Linked DNA regions of Capsicum annuum: region 2 is linked to region 1. Evidence: chromatin contacts called from public Hi-C data. All regions are on one chromosome and are shown on one strand. Each heading gives the region's core, a stretch centred on a gene start, on an enhancer-like site or on the middle of the called end of the contact. The rest is flanking DNA. Distances are from core to core; before and after follow the strand shown. Region 1 holds the start of LOC107842521. Region 2 holds the start of LOC107842523 (auxin-responsive protein IAA13).

Region 1 (7,106 bases), core at 1,441-3,940:
GGTTTAACAGGATTAGTAGTCGTAATGAACCCCATGGCTTTATAACCTTCAGGTGGTTGAGGTAACCAGAAGTAACCAGATCCATCAAAATTTTCTTCCGTTCCATCATTAGAACTCCAGACTAGCGTGTAATCAAGGGGATTCTGAAGCGCAGGAAAACAAGGATTTCCACTGCAATAGTCCCCCACCTCAGGTTTAGCCGCTTCCCGAGCAACAAGCACAAACCCTCGTAGAGGCTTGTTGTTAGATTGGCAGTAGTGGCCAAGGCTGAAAAATCCATCAGGCACCTCCCTTGGCTTATAAATGCTTACACCCTGTTTCCGATCTTGTGATAGATTACAACCCCAGACAAACTCAAGCTTGCTGATTTTACGAACCTCCAATTCCCCTAGTTTAATTGTTCCACTTGCGAATCCTGTACCAGAACATTCTAAGACAGTGGAAGAAATAGGAAAAAAACTAGCATTAGAGATGTTCTTCATTAATTACTTTTTCAAGAAAGGACTTCTTTTTTTATTTTTCTTTGTTTTTTTTGTATGGAGTCTGCTAACATGATTCTAACAGTCCATTGGGGTACAGTGCTGATTCGACAACCCATAAACTAACACATCATATCAAGTGAGTCTGAAAACTAATGCACTCCCAAGAACATATACAATGTCTTTTCCAAGTAGAAGAAAGAAGTAGAATAACAAATTCTTATGTTTAACCCCAAAGAGTCGTTTGATCAAAATGAAAACTTAGAAGCTGAATAAAAAACTCATTTAAGCCATGAAATAATTAGCTTTCATCTCAAATAACAACTAAGAATCCTAAACTATCCAAAACAAACTTATCCAAACTCTTAAGAATTTCGTTTAGTGGATTGAAGATGAAAATTCAGAATTAAAATTTTAGTGATAACGTATCTAGCAAATTGCTAAATCAGTCTGCAAAGTTTTTTAAGTCTTTTTCGAATGGAAAGGCACCTCCTGTAAGATGGGAATGAAAGTACAACATAGAAAACATGGAAGAGAGGAAAATTGAAGTGAAACTTAATCAGTTGAACAAGAAATTGACAGAAAAACAACATCCTGCTTTAATATATGGAAGTTAAATCATGAAGGAAAACTAAGTGAGTTGGACAAATCTTGAAAGCAGTTTTACATAAGATTTTACTGGACAAACAAACGCACGAGGAACTTTCAGAAAGTATTCACATTTAAGAAACTTATGCTAGTTTCGTTTTCTTGTAAAACAAAATAACATCAGGAAGTTTCCATTTTACTGCTCCCTGTCCTTGTGCCTATCAATCAAAAGACTACAACAGCCTCTTCCCAGACAACAGTACTTCATTGAAAACTCTAGGTATTAAAACTTGAAGAGCCCTTGTAAATTGTAAGAAGGGGCAAATAGAATTAAAAGCATGAAAGAGTGGTAAAAGAGAAACTACCAGTTAAGAATGTTTCACACTCAATAATGTGCTTGGAAACACGAAAACGATTAGAATCTTTCTTTGCCAGTGCTAAAAGAATCAGTCGTTACCACCACCTCATGCATATTTCACCACAAACAGTAGCATACATTCTTCTATTTTTTCTTTAAGAAGGCACACATTAATTTTTTTTTCTTAACATACATTAAACATTATTCTTCTCGAGAACAACAGAAATCATTTTAAAGTTGATCATTGTCGGTCACCAAACCACAGTAGAAACATGAGCTGTCATAGCCAGCCCGCTAGTGATATTGTCCGCTTTGGGCCTAGGCCTGCACGGGTTTAAAACGCGTCATTAGAGTCTAACACTTGCTTCCTTATATACCCAGCATCTCTCCCGTGTTTGTCAATGTGGAATTTGCCCCGTGTTTGTCAATGTGGAATTTGCCTAGGGGTGTTACATGAACCTCGTGGAATGCGGAACCTATTAGTTCAAACTAAGATAAACAAAACAAAAGACATAGTCACGGTAATTGGATGAAGAATATTGCAACATGCCACTGGGATGGACATGTAATTTCCAGTTTTGCTGGAACATTGAAGCATTTCAGTCAAAAAAGATGTTCTTTTCTTTTCAATGCAAAGGTAGGCATAACAATGGATACATAATAAAGAGGATAAAACCTTACATGTTAAAATCTAATGCGCAACAAACCCTATGTGAGATGAAGCATATCCGGATTACATAAAAACAGTCTAACAATGAAAATTTCATGTAGCCCAACCAACTAAGTAATTTGATATTGAGGTGGCAGTTGATTGACTGATTAAAGTGACAATTGAGCAACAAAATTCAGATAATAAGAATTGACAGCCAATGAAAAAGATCAATAGAGAAGAGATAATTAATAAGGCAATTGGGATACCTTGGGGCCATTGAGGGATGGGTGCTGGCAGAAGAAACGTGTCAGGTTCACGGGAAGAGAGATCTGAAAGTTTGCTCCAACGAAAGCATTTGCATCCAAACATAATTAATTGTCTCCCACGCCAAATGCAAAAAACTAAGATTTAGGTGTATGCATCTCTCTCTGTAAAAATCAACCCAATTGCTGGGGAATGAATCTTCCTAGAAATTTGTCGATTCTGTGTTTCTGTAGAATGATGTGTTGTGGGAAAAAGAGCGGACGATGAATGCCCATGCCAACTCTTGTGTTTCCACTCATCTCCAAAATTTATTTATAGGTTACGGGTCCCCCTCTTCATTCATATATGCCGATCCCCCTATTTATTTATTGAAGCAAAAATTACTTAACCAACCAAACATATATTATTAATTATTACTAGTTTATTCGCAAGTGTTTCGCACGTGTAAAGTTTGATTATTTAAAATTAAATAATTTTATTTATTGTAGAAATTTTTAATGAAGTATAAATATTTCAAATTAATTTTCAAAGATGCTTCATACTTTAATATAATAATATAAATATAAACACACACATATATATTAATGTAAACACATATATATTTTACCACAAAAATTCTAAGTGACTATCGACACACTTTAGGCGTGACCAAAGCACGCATTTTATTTGTTAACAAATATAATTAAAAAGAATATTGACTTAGATATGAATTTCATCATTAATTAATTGGAAAATTGTTCATAACTATTTCTTTTCATTTTGTGAGAAAGCATACTTAGTCAACATATAAAATGTATGAACTTTTAATTACAATATATTAAGTGAAATTTTTAATGAAGTGTAAAAATTTTAAATCAATTTTTAAAGATCCTTCATACTTTAATATAATAATATAAATATAAATATAAATACACACACATATATATTAGTGTAAATACATATATATTTTACCACAAAAGTTCTAAGTGGCTGATGGACACACTTTAGGCGTGACCAAAGCACGTATTTTATTTGTTAACAAATATAATTAAAAAGAATATTGACTTAGATATGAATTTCATCATTAATTAATTGGAAAATTGTTCATAACTATTTCTTTTCATTTTGTGAGAAAGCATACTTAGTCAACATATAAAATCTATGAACTTTTAATTACAATATATTAAGTGAAATTTTTCAAGAGAGGTTTGAGTAGAATCTCAAATATAAAGAGTAATCATTAAATTAACTTTATTATTTATTACTATTTCTTGAAATATATATCAAATTGATAGTGAACAAGTAAAGATGGCAGGAGTATAACTCTTAAAAAAACAAAAATCTTGTTCTTAACCAAAAGGAGGGTTTTCTACAACCATGCAATATTAGAGGGCAACTGACATCTTAATTCTTATATGTTGTTATCTGACATGGACACCTTTTTAATTCTTTTTCTTTCCTAGCATTACCTCTCAATTACTCTTATCTTTACTATAGTAATTATTCACTGTTATGTTTTTCTTTCTAGCTTTATGTGTTAAAAAGTCTGATCTTCAGTATATTTCTTAAGATATGATATACACCGCAGTTGTTGCATTTTAGTGAGTTTCTGTATTAGCTGATAAAAAGTCCATGTTGGTGCATGTTCTATTTTATTCTTTTTGTGGCGTAGCTTGTTCATTATTCTTAGAACAACACTTACCGTCTTTTTATTTGAAATATTTTTGTCATTCCAGTTGAAACATTTTTGAGTTTTACCTAGTGATTAGCTTAACCCTTTATGGCTTAAGTTTCCATCTCAACATAATGTTGTATTGTGTGCTGTAACTTCGGTTTTCTGTTAAGAAATAATCTTTTTTTATTCTTCACGATTCAAGCTCGTGACATACACTATGTGTAGCTTAGGTTTTCTGTAGAAAAAAGTACTCTCTCTTTATTCTTCGTTAATTCAAACTCGTGAATGGTCTCTTCAAACATATGACAGCCGCGCACCCACGATTTGTTCAACTCATGATGGAAAATTGTCTTAAGGTAAGAGTACGTACATCTGTTTTACGCCACATGATCAACTGGCTTTTTATTTCATAGACCTTCTCTATCTATTACTGTATCTTCCGCATAAGCGGATATAGAGTTGTCCCGCCTTGTTACTTTAAGTGTAGCATATATTTATATGTTAAAATCTATTAAAATTGATTTGAACCAATAATTATAAAAAATAATGGATTCAAATATGAGAAACCTTAAAGATTTGAAACATAGAGTTTAAGTTCTAGATAAAGGGAACAAATTAATAGACTAATATCTTTCTCTTCAAATCTCTTCAAATCTCCTCCTATTGTAAAACATAAGTAAATTTAGCTCTATCAGACCAATTTACAATATATAAAAAACTGCATAAATATACAATCAATAAAATAAAAAAAGAACTAAAAATATTGTATATAGTGAGTCCCACTAACAACATGAGTAATGCATGATTTATAGGGTAGGGCAGAGTAAATAATCTCGACAAAGCAAGAAAAAGGTTCAATTCATTACCATTGTGTTTAGGTACGGACATATATTTGCTATCCTGCGGAAGAAAGACAAGATCAAAAGTAAGTAAATTGAGAATTAACTCTCATCGGCACAATAATAAAATATACTCCCTTTGTTTCAGAATAATTGAATTGTTGAAATATGACACACATCTTAAGAAAAAAAGACAAAGACATAAATTAGTCATGTTTTTTTATTTTTGTCCTTTTCAAATTCCAAAACATTAGTAATGATCATTGGAACTCATCCTTGAAAATTTTAATTAACGAAGGATAAAATTGAAAAAAAATTTCAACATCTATCTTAAATAATGAACAATTCAATTATTTTAAACACTGAAAAACACTCCAATAATTCAATTATTTTGAAACGAAGAAAGTACATAAAACATCAGTACTTAAGAAAATTGAGAAAAAACATATTAATTTCAACAATTGAAATCTTATTGATCCCCGTCAACTATTTCCTCCATTAAGAGAAGCGATTTAGAGTTGCAGGCATCTGACTTTACGTTATGATCCTATATTTATGGGTTTAAGTTTGGTGTACTGTCGGTGTATTTTCTTTTTACACGTCATGTGACTTTTATCTATTATAGCAGGTCATTCATTTTTATATTTTTACATAAGAAATGGAGCAGGTAAGAGTTATCTGATAGTATAAAAATAAACTACACCGACGGTGCACCAAACTGAAATTCTATATTTATATATAGGAACAACAATCATTCTTTTGTTATAAAGCAATAAAAGAATAAAGAAGAACAAGAGTAGAGAGAAGAGAGAGTAATTCTTATTTATCTTGAAAGATCTCTTGAGATCCTTGAGGATGATTTACAACAAAGGAATTCCTTCTATTTATAGGATAAATTACTCCTAGTTTCTGACTAAAAGATAATACTTCAAATCTTGATAGATATCAACTAGATATTGATAGATCTTATTAGATCTTGATAGATCTTATCTATACTCTTGATAGACCTTCACTATAATGTAAATATATTCATAACACTCCCCCTTGAATGTCTAATTAATGATAATGTGCCTCGTTAAAACCTTATCTAGAAAAAATCCAGTGAAAAAAAAAATCTAGTGAAGGAAAAAGAGTACACACCTCTAACAATATGCATTTAAGCTGCCTCATTAAAAACCTTACAAGGAAAACCCAGTGGGACAAGACTTTGAAAGGGAAAAAGAGTACAACGCGTATTTGTTCCCCCAGATGAGAACATCAATGAACTTTTGTATCCCGATCTTGTGCACCATCTTCTTGAAAGTTGTAATTGAAGAAGACTTGATGAATAAATCAGCCACATTATCACTTGAACAAATTTGTTGCACATTAATATCGTCATTCTTTTGTAGCTCACGTGTATAGAAAAACTTTGATGAAGTGTGCTTCGTTCTATCTCCTTTTGTGAATCCTCCTTTAAGATATGTTATGCATGTTGCATTATCTTTGTATAAATTGTGAGTACATTGTCACATTTCACACAATATTTTTTTCGAATGAGATGTATCATAGACCTCAACCATACATATTCTCGGCTTGCTTCATGAATAGCTATTATCTCAGCATAGTTTAATGAAGTACTAGATAGACTGTTTTGTATATCTCCAAGATATGACAGTATCTCCACATATGAACACATTGCATGTTTGAGATCGAGATTTATGTGGGTTAAATAAATACCCAACATCAGTATAATCAACAAAATCGGGACTGTAAGCTTTAGAATAAAATAAATTCATGTATTTTATCCCCTTTTGATGTCTCCTTGTAGGAGCAAAAATATGTCTTGCTTAATAAATTGACTGAAAAAGCTATATCAGGCCTTGTAGTATTTGCAAAATACATTAATGTTGTGCACCAATTGCATTAAGATATGGTACTTCATATTTCTCATTTCAGCAAATAATTTTATTGCTTTTGAAAACTCTCCAAGAGTTTTAATAATATTTGGACCATCAATTTATCCCTTATAAGGATAATAAACAAGTTTCTAAAAAAACTTTATATGCTTTAGGCATTTTGAATTCTTTAGGGATTTTCATATGGATTTTTGTCAAGTGACAATATCAATATGTGTGACATCTTCAAGTGTCTGGACTGCAAATCAAATAAGTTTTATGCTTACCAAGATGCATCATTTCATGTCACTTGATAAATGTTTCTACGTCAGCATACTTGGATTAACGTAGAATTCAGATCCTCGTAATCCTTTACAATACTGCATCAATATTGT
Region 2 (7,106 bases), core at 1,493-3,992, 530 kb before region 1:
CAAGGAATAGCACAACTAAAGAATGGCACCAAACTTATATAACCACACTCTTTAATGAACAACTAGCCATAAACTTAGTCAATTGGTACCATGAAACCGTTAACTTATAAGATGCAGCTCCTTTTTATCTTGAGAAGGTAAGGTAATTTTAGCATAAAGAGTGTGTATAACAACTGTACACAGAGATGCAACGTTCGTCAGGAATTCAATGTCAAAATCCTCCTAAGTTTCATGCATAATGCAGTCTCTAGCAATCATCAATTGTAAAAAATGAAAACCAGCACAACATTCAAAAGAGCATCCTCTCTTTTCTATGGGAAATTGATTTAGTTTTCTAGCTCCAAATGCTCTTAAACGTTAGTTGAATAGAGGATAAATCTGTTTTTTCTCTTTTATGTTGTGTAAACAATAGTTCTGCCAAAGATCCAATTCATGTTCGCTCGACTAAGATTAAAATCATTCATAAAACTTCCAATACTTTGATGTATACCTAATTCTCTCTCAAATTTATCATCCTGGAGATGGAAAACTCTCTCACAACAGCTCATCTTATCCTAGTGTCTAAAATACCATAACGGACTCATTATGCAAGAAAAGGTTGAGAAAAAGAGATTGATCTAAAATGACATAATATGAAGAACATTATCTCCACATCAATAGCAGGGGAGGCCATATTAATAATAAACAACTCAAGAGTAAGAAGAGGATGAATTGCTGTTAGTTGGCATTGCATGTGCAAAAGCCATAAATGGGGTCATGGATGTTTCCTATTGCATTGCAGTTATGTCTTGGGATACTGACCGTGGTATTACCCATCTTCAGCGTTCCATAGAATCTTCTTAAAGAAATGGTGGAGACAGTTCAGCAAGTAGGAGCATGACAACACAGGATGCTAGAAGAAGAAAGCAGTGGAAAAGCGTCCTAACATATATTCTTGGCTGCTATTACGAGAACATTTAAGGGACTAGAGAAACTTTAACGAAATATCAAAAATTTTCTCTTGCTTCATTTGTTATTTCATTTTCCCCCTTTTTGTCATCACCCGCTTGGTTTGGTATGTCAATGGTTTCTCTAAAAAATGGAACTCCTTTAAATCATGACCTTCTACACATCTGAAATACTTCTTTTTTTATTGGTACATCCAAAATACTTCTCTTGTGAAAACAGTATGCTCGGAATAAAATTGTATCATTAGAAGAGGCTAGTAGTTTATATCAGGTAGTAAGAAGTACATCCATCACTCATTCACCATTTAATGGAAATGAGAAAGAAAACCAAATCTACGAGAAGAACCTCTGTCCCAATGCTCTAGCCATAAGGTTGTCATTGTTTGTACGGAAAAAAAGAAGAAGAAAACAACCTGACATCCAGTTACTATTTCCATTTCTAATTACCAGACTGATGACTTCTGGTTCCAAGGGTTTTTACAAAGTAGTCTTTGACCAGAAACATATTGCATCTTCAAGAATTCTATGAATAGTTGAGATCAATTTAATTTGATAGAATCATCGATCAACATGAAACCCATTGCATTGTTAAAATCATGTCAAATAAAAACCAGAGATGGTGTTATCTGTGTGTGCATCCTGTTGACATAATAAAATCAACATATAAGCCCATCTTCTTCCACATAAAATTTGAAGAAGCTTACTCCCCCACCCCTTCTCCCTTTGACTCTTTCTCCTAGAACAATGTTTGCGCTACTAGTTGCTGTCAAATATTAAAAAGGATGAGTCCCCCAGTTGCTGCTTCAGCTTTGTGTCACCTCAAACAAGATTCTTCCTTAAGATGAATGGACAGAAATACTGAATAAAAATTAGGAGGTTTAGTAAAGTACAATATCCTACCACGAGGAAGAATATAATTCAGAGATATAGAAAGGACACAGACAAGATAAATGTTTATCATAAAAAGAACTGAAAAAAAAATGCACTTCATCATAGGTATCTAATTCCTAGAGAACCAAATGTACAGCAAACAAATATTTTGCTCAAATCAAACAAGATGAAATAAGAAGAACAATATCTTTAAAAGGAAAAAAAATGATGCATAGTTACATCAAATAATCATAGTAGAAGAATATAGACGAAAGAAAATCCGTTGGCAAAGCATCAAACACACACCTAATCATATCCTACGGAAATTGATGGAAGAATAATAAAGGGGAGCCGGGTGCACTAAAGCTCCCGCTATGTGCCGAACTACGAACTACAATGATCAATTGTACACCGCTTAAAAAAACGAGGAGAATAAATACCTGAGAGTAGAACGAGGAGGAGAAATAGAAAGAGCAGGTCTCTTGGTGCCACAAGAAGCATTATTAGCTTTTGTAGCTGAAGAAGATGAACATGAAGATGATGAATTAGAAGCCAAAGGTGAAGAGAAATCATTGGGTGTCAAGATTTTTGCATATTGACCAGTTTTAGACTTGGGAACAGCAGCAACACCAAGACTGAGTCCAAGACCCAATTCAAGTTCAGAGTCATCAGGGTATGATGAAGAAGCCTCAGATGATAACATCACCATATTCTCTTCAGTAGAAATTGAACCCAACTCCATTAGACCAAGAGTGTCTTTCATCAAATGAAAAAGAAAAAAAAAAAGACTAGGGGTTTCTTGATTTTCAAGAAGAAAAGGGAGAGCAAATGTTGAGCGTAGGTAGGTAAGGGAGGGGAGGGGGAGTGTTGGAGAAGGTCACACTTTGGATGGTGGTTTGTGCGGTCGCATAATGTAGGATTATATGGTATGGTATGGCATGATATTATCCAGTACAATATAATGTCGCTACTGTTTAACAACTGATATTATAGCATGACTGATAAATGTATTAAGATATTTTTAATTATTATTAATATTAAATTTATTAATAATATATTTGTTTTAGCTAATCTGTCATAAATTATATCATGTAAATATATTAAGTTATTAAATTCATATAAATTTTAACAAAAGTAATACAAGAGTAGATCACAATAAATATAATTGAATTTATTTTTTATAACAATAAATTTTATTTTCTTTGAGTGTTTTGAAACGTGATCAACAACGACAAGTAAAAAGTTTGAATATATTTTTTGTGCATGCTAGGAAGTGTTCGGTATGAAATACAAAAAAAAAATTAGAAAAACAAATGGTTTATTACTTCTTTTCTTGTGTTCGTTACGCAAATTGAAAAATATTTTTTTAAAATTTTTTTGTATATATTTAATACAATATAATGAGAATGAATAGAATAAGGGGAGTGGGGTAAGAAAAAATTATGAACTTTTGTTAAAAAGAATATTTGAGGGTGGGATAGTGGAGTGGAGTGGGGGATCGTTGTTGATCCATGTCTTGATTTGGATCTTCTAATTATTCCTAATTCTAGTAGCTCTTAGTCCAACAACTTAAGCACATGATATAAGATATTCCAGACTTAACATTATCATTAGAAATAGACTATTTAATATATATATATATATATATATATATATATATATATATATATCCATACAATTTTGTAAACAAAGTATATACTCTACTAACAGGAGAAGATCTCAATAGTGGATTAGTAGTATTGTAGTAAAAAACCCTAATACATTTAGAACAACTAAGTATGAATAATTGATCAAGGATTAAATAATTTCTAAATGACTATTTTTATTATTGTACAATTAGTGGGAACTCGTTTGATCAGAGTCTAGGAGCTAGATTATTTAAAAAATTACCTGGAGCTCTAGGAAGAGAGATAGAAGAAAAATGATTCAAAAGAGAAGGAGTAATATAAAACTCAAACAACCAATGGTGAATAAGGAAAAGAATACATGTAATGGATATATTATAAGAAAAATGTACAAATATACAACTACAAAAACAATTAAAAAAAAGTGATATAGATTTTTGTAAAAACATATATACTACACAACATTATGACCAAGATTATAAAAAGAAAAAGACATATAAAAAAGACTATCACCCTAGGAAGAAATAGTACTTAAGAAGATCAAACACAAGAAAGTCATACCTAGATAAGAATAAACATGTAAGAAAATATAATACTAGTAGAACCTACAAATATAGATTAGAATGCTTTACCTGCGGAAGTATAGAGCACTTAGCAAATACTTGTCCAAAAAGAAACAATACTAGATCTAGGAATGCACAATTAATAGAAGATGTAAATGAAAATTTGATAAATGTAGATGAATATATGTCAGATAATGAAAGTATATACTCCATTAGGAGTATGGAAGTGTTTGAAGAAGAAAAAGATAAATCTGATTCTTCAGATTCTGGAGAAGAGGAATTTATAAATGAAATAAGATTAGAAAAGACAAACTCAGATTATTATGATTTGGTAAATTTGATAGAAGAGTGTGAACATGAATTTGAGGAAGGAAAATGATTAGACAGTAACCAGTGTTGTTTCTGTAAATGGTTTTCAAGTAAAAACAAAAGGGCAAAATATAAGAAATGCTATAAAGAAGGATGCATAAAATGTATAGGAAAACCTCAGAAATCCTAGAAATTCCAAAATCAACAAATAATTTAAATAATTTTTATACGAAGGAACCAATAACTAGAACAGCAGAAGACAGAATATTAAAATTAGAAGAAAGACTAAAAAGATTATAGATAAAAGTATATAGTAAACAGATAATCAGAGAAGAAGATTTAGTAGAGATAGAATTATTGAATACATCTGTTGAAAATAATAAAGTTAAACAGAAAAAATTAATAAAGATATCATTTGAAGGAATGGTATGTAATGAAGAAAAGAAGATAAATACAGTCAAAATTTTAGCAAGAATAAAAATTTAAGACTATGAATTCGAAACATTAGCTATAGTTGATTCAGGATGCATAAAAAATATTTTAAATAGTAGAATTTTACCATCAAAATTAATTAAAAAATTGTCAAAACCTCAACAATCCATGCAAATGAACGGGACCCATAATACCTATACAGACTATATACCAAAAACAAAGGTAAGTTTTATTAATACTTGTGAAAAATTCTACGAATCATCATATACACTTAGTGAAATACTAGTTAGAGATTTAAATATAAAACAAAATTTTGTCTTAGGATTAGATTTTATGATGCAAAATAATGACGGATGTTTTGTTACGAAAAATTGGGTAATATTCATTAGTAATGTCACTCACTCACTAGTACAGACACAACCACTGCTAACTAAATATCATTTTCTTAAAGATAAGACAGGAGAAATCGAAAGCTCAAATGATCAAATAAAAAAAAAAAAAACTCTAGAATGTGATAAAGGAGAAAATTGTATTTGTAATGATAATAAAAAGGTAACAATGTGCGAGGAATTACATGATCTATTAACAATAGAAGAAATAGAAAAAGATTACACATTAATAGAACTAGGTACAAAATTATACAATGTTAGGAAAGGTATACAACAGATAGGGGTAATCAAAGATAAAAAAAGACTTAGATAAAAAAAATACAAATCCTAGATAAACTAGAGATAATTGGAGAAAACCCTTGCAACATTGGGACTCCAATCAAATTCCTGCAAATTAGAAATAATTAATCCAGAATATACTATAAAAACAACATCTATAGAAGCCACAAATGAAGACCTTAAAGACTTTGAAATACAAATAAAAGAGCTACTAGAATTAGGGATAATTAGAAGATCCAAATCAAAACATAGATCAACAACTTTCATAGTAAGAAACCATAGTGAAATAGTAAGAGGAAAAGGTAGAATGGTAATAAATTACTGTCGCGCTCCTTTTTCCTCGCGGAAGGAGGGATTCGACTTGACAAACTCTTGGGATGCGTTTAAGAGAAGGGTGTGAAGAGTCGCCACCTAACGTATTAAGGTGCGTTAGGGCACCGGTCTAGGCTACTACGAACCTATTTTGTCGTTTTGTCTTAGTTCACCAGAGTTTGGGTAAGGGTTCAAATTACCTCACAAGGAAGGTGTTAGGCACCTTTCGAGGTGTTAGGCACCTTTCGAGGTCCACAAAGGTGGTTTCCGGCCGATTCATACTTTACATGGGGATTCTATGTGATCAAATAAAGGTCTCTTCTTTTATTATTAATTTACTATTTAGCTAAGTGATAAGATAATTAATAAGCAAACACATGTCATTTGTTAATGCTAATTGTTGATTATCTAGGTGATAAAATAAATAAAAAACATAGAAATAAGATAAACGAGGAGAAAGAAACAACATAATTTATAATAAAAAGGGGGCTGCTTTATAATAAACTAGCTACCCCAAATAAACATGTAAAATAAATAAAAAGACTAAAAAAAATCGTCCGAGTCAAACAAAGAGATGTTTTGATTTTATTCGGATTAGAAACCCAACTTGTTAATCATCATCCGACCCAAAGGCCGAACTCTCAGACAAGTAATAATGTCATTAGCCTCGCCGTTAATATTTGTTGGGATCATCATTTCTGAAAAGGGCTACTCGTCCCACCCCACCTAGGGTGGATGTCAAGTCTAAGGGCATTCTATGACAAGGACAAAACTAGCATTTTTAGTAATATTTAATGTCCCGAATATCGTCCAAGAGGTATTGAAATTTGCTATTTTAGATTTGTGTTCTAGACTAAAAGAAAGCTATGTTGCCTAGGACTCGAAGCGCGAACATATTGGACAACAGGTAGCACGTAATAATTCCAAGTTAGCCTCTTGATTAGTTAATGTTAATTAGTGTGATGACACGCAAGGACAAACAAATTATATTATCATTAACCTATAGGCATGGTGTCTAAATGTTCAACAAATAGTGATAAAGAACGACTGTGATTCGTGAATGTAATATCATTGTGTGTGTTCATGAAAGGTGTCAAAGGTGTGGTAAATGTGTCAAACAAAAAAAATGCTTGTGAATTAAGTATTGTAAAAATATAAGTGAGGACATAAGAAATCAACAAGAATATTAAAAGGCATTAACATGTTAAGGATGCCATAATATACTTACTCTAGTATTTAAACATCTCGAAAAGTGCTCAAAATATGTATTTTAATAAACCAACAGTTATATTATTGCAGAAATTTCATAGTGATATGTTGAAAGTGTACCAACATACTAAAGATGTCTAAAAGCTAGCATTTTGACATGCTGATATTATA

What was found. Hi-C and Micro-C count contacts between places; a contact is called where the count stands out from the background.
Region 2: a Hi-C map of leaf shows a contact between it and region 1, with 2.2 times the contacts expected there. The contact joins the promoter of LOC107842523 here to the promoter of LOC107842521 in region 1. A contact is called at or near these places in 2 of 5 Hi-C or Micro-C datasets (leaf and placenta).

What each region holds. Positions count from the first base shown.
Region 1 is chr9:113,679,869-113,686,974 of UCD10Xv1.1, reverse strand. LOC107842521 reads right to left here and starts at 2,690. Exons shown (of 3, transcript XM_016686419.2): 1 at 2,344-2,690; 2 at 1-415. The coding sequence starts at 2,446.
Region 2 is chr9:114,209,323-114,216,428 of UCD10Xv1.1, reverse strand. LOC107842523 (auxin-responsive protein IAA13) reads right to left here and starts at 2,742. Exons shown (of 5, transcript XM_016686421.2): 1 at 2,258-2,742. The coding sequence starts at 2,580.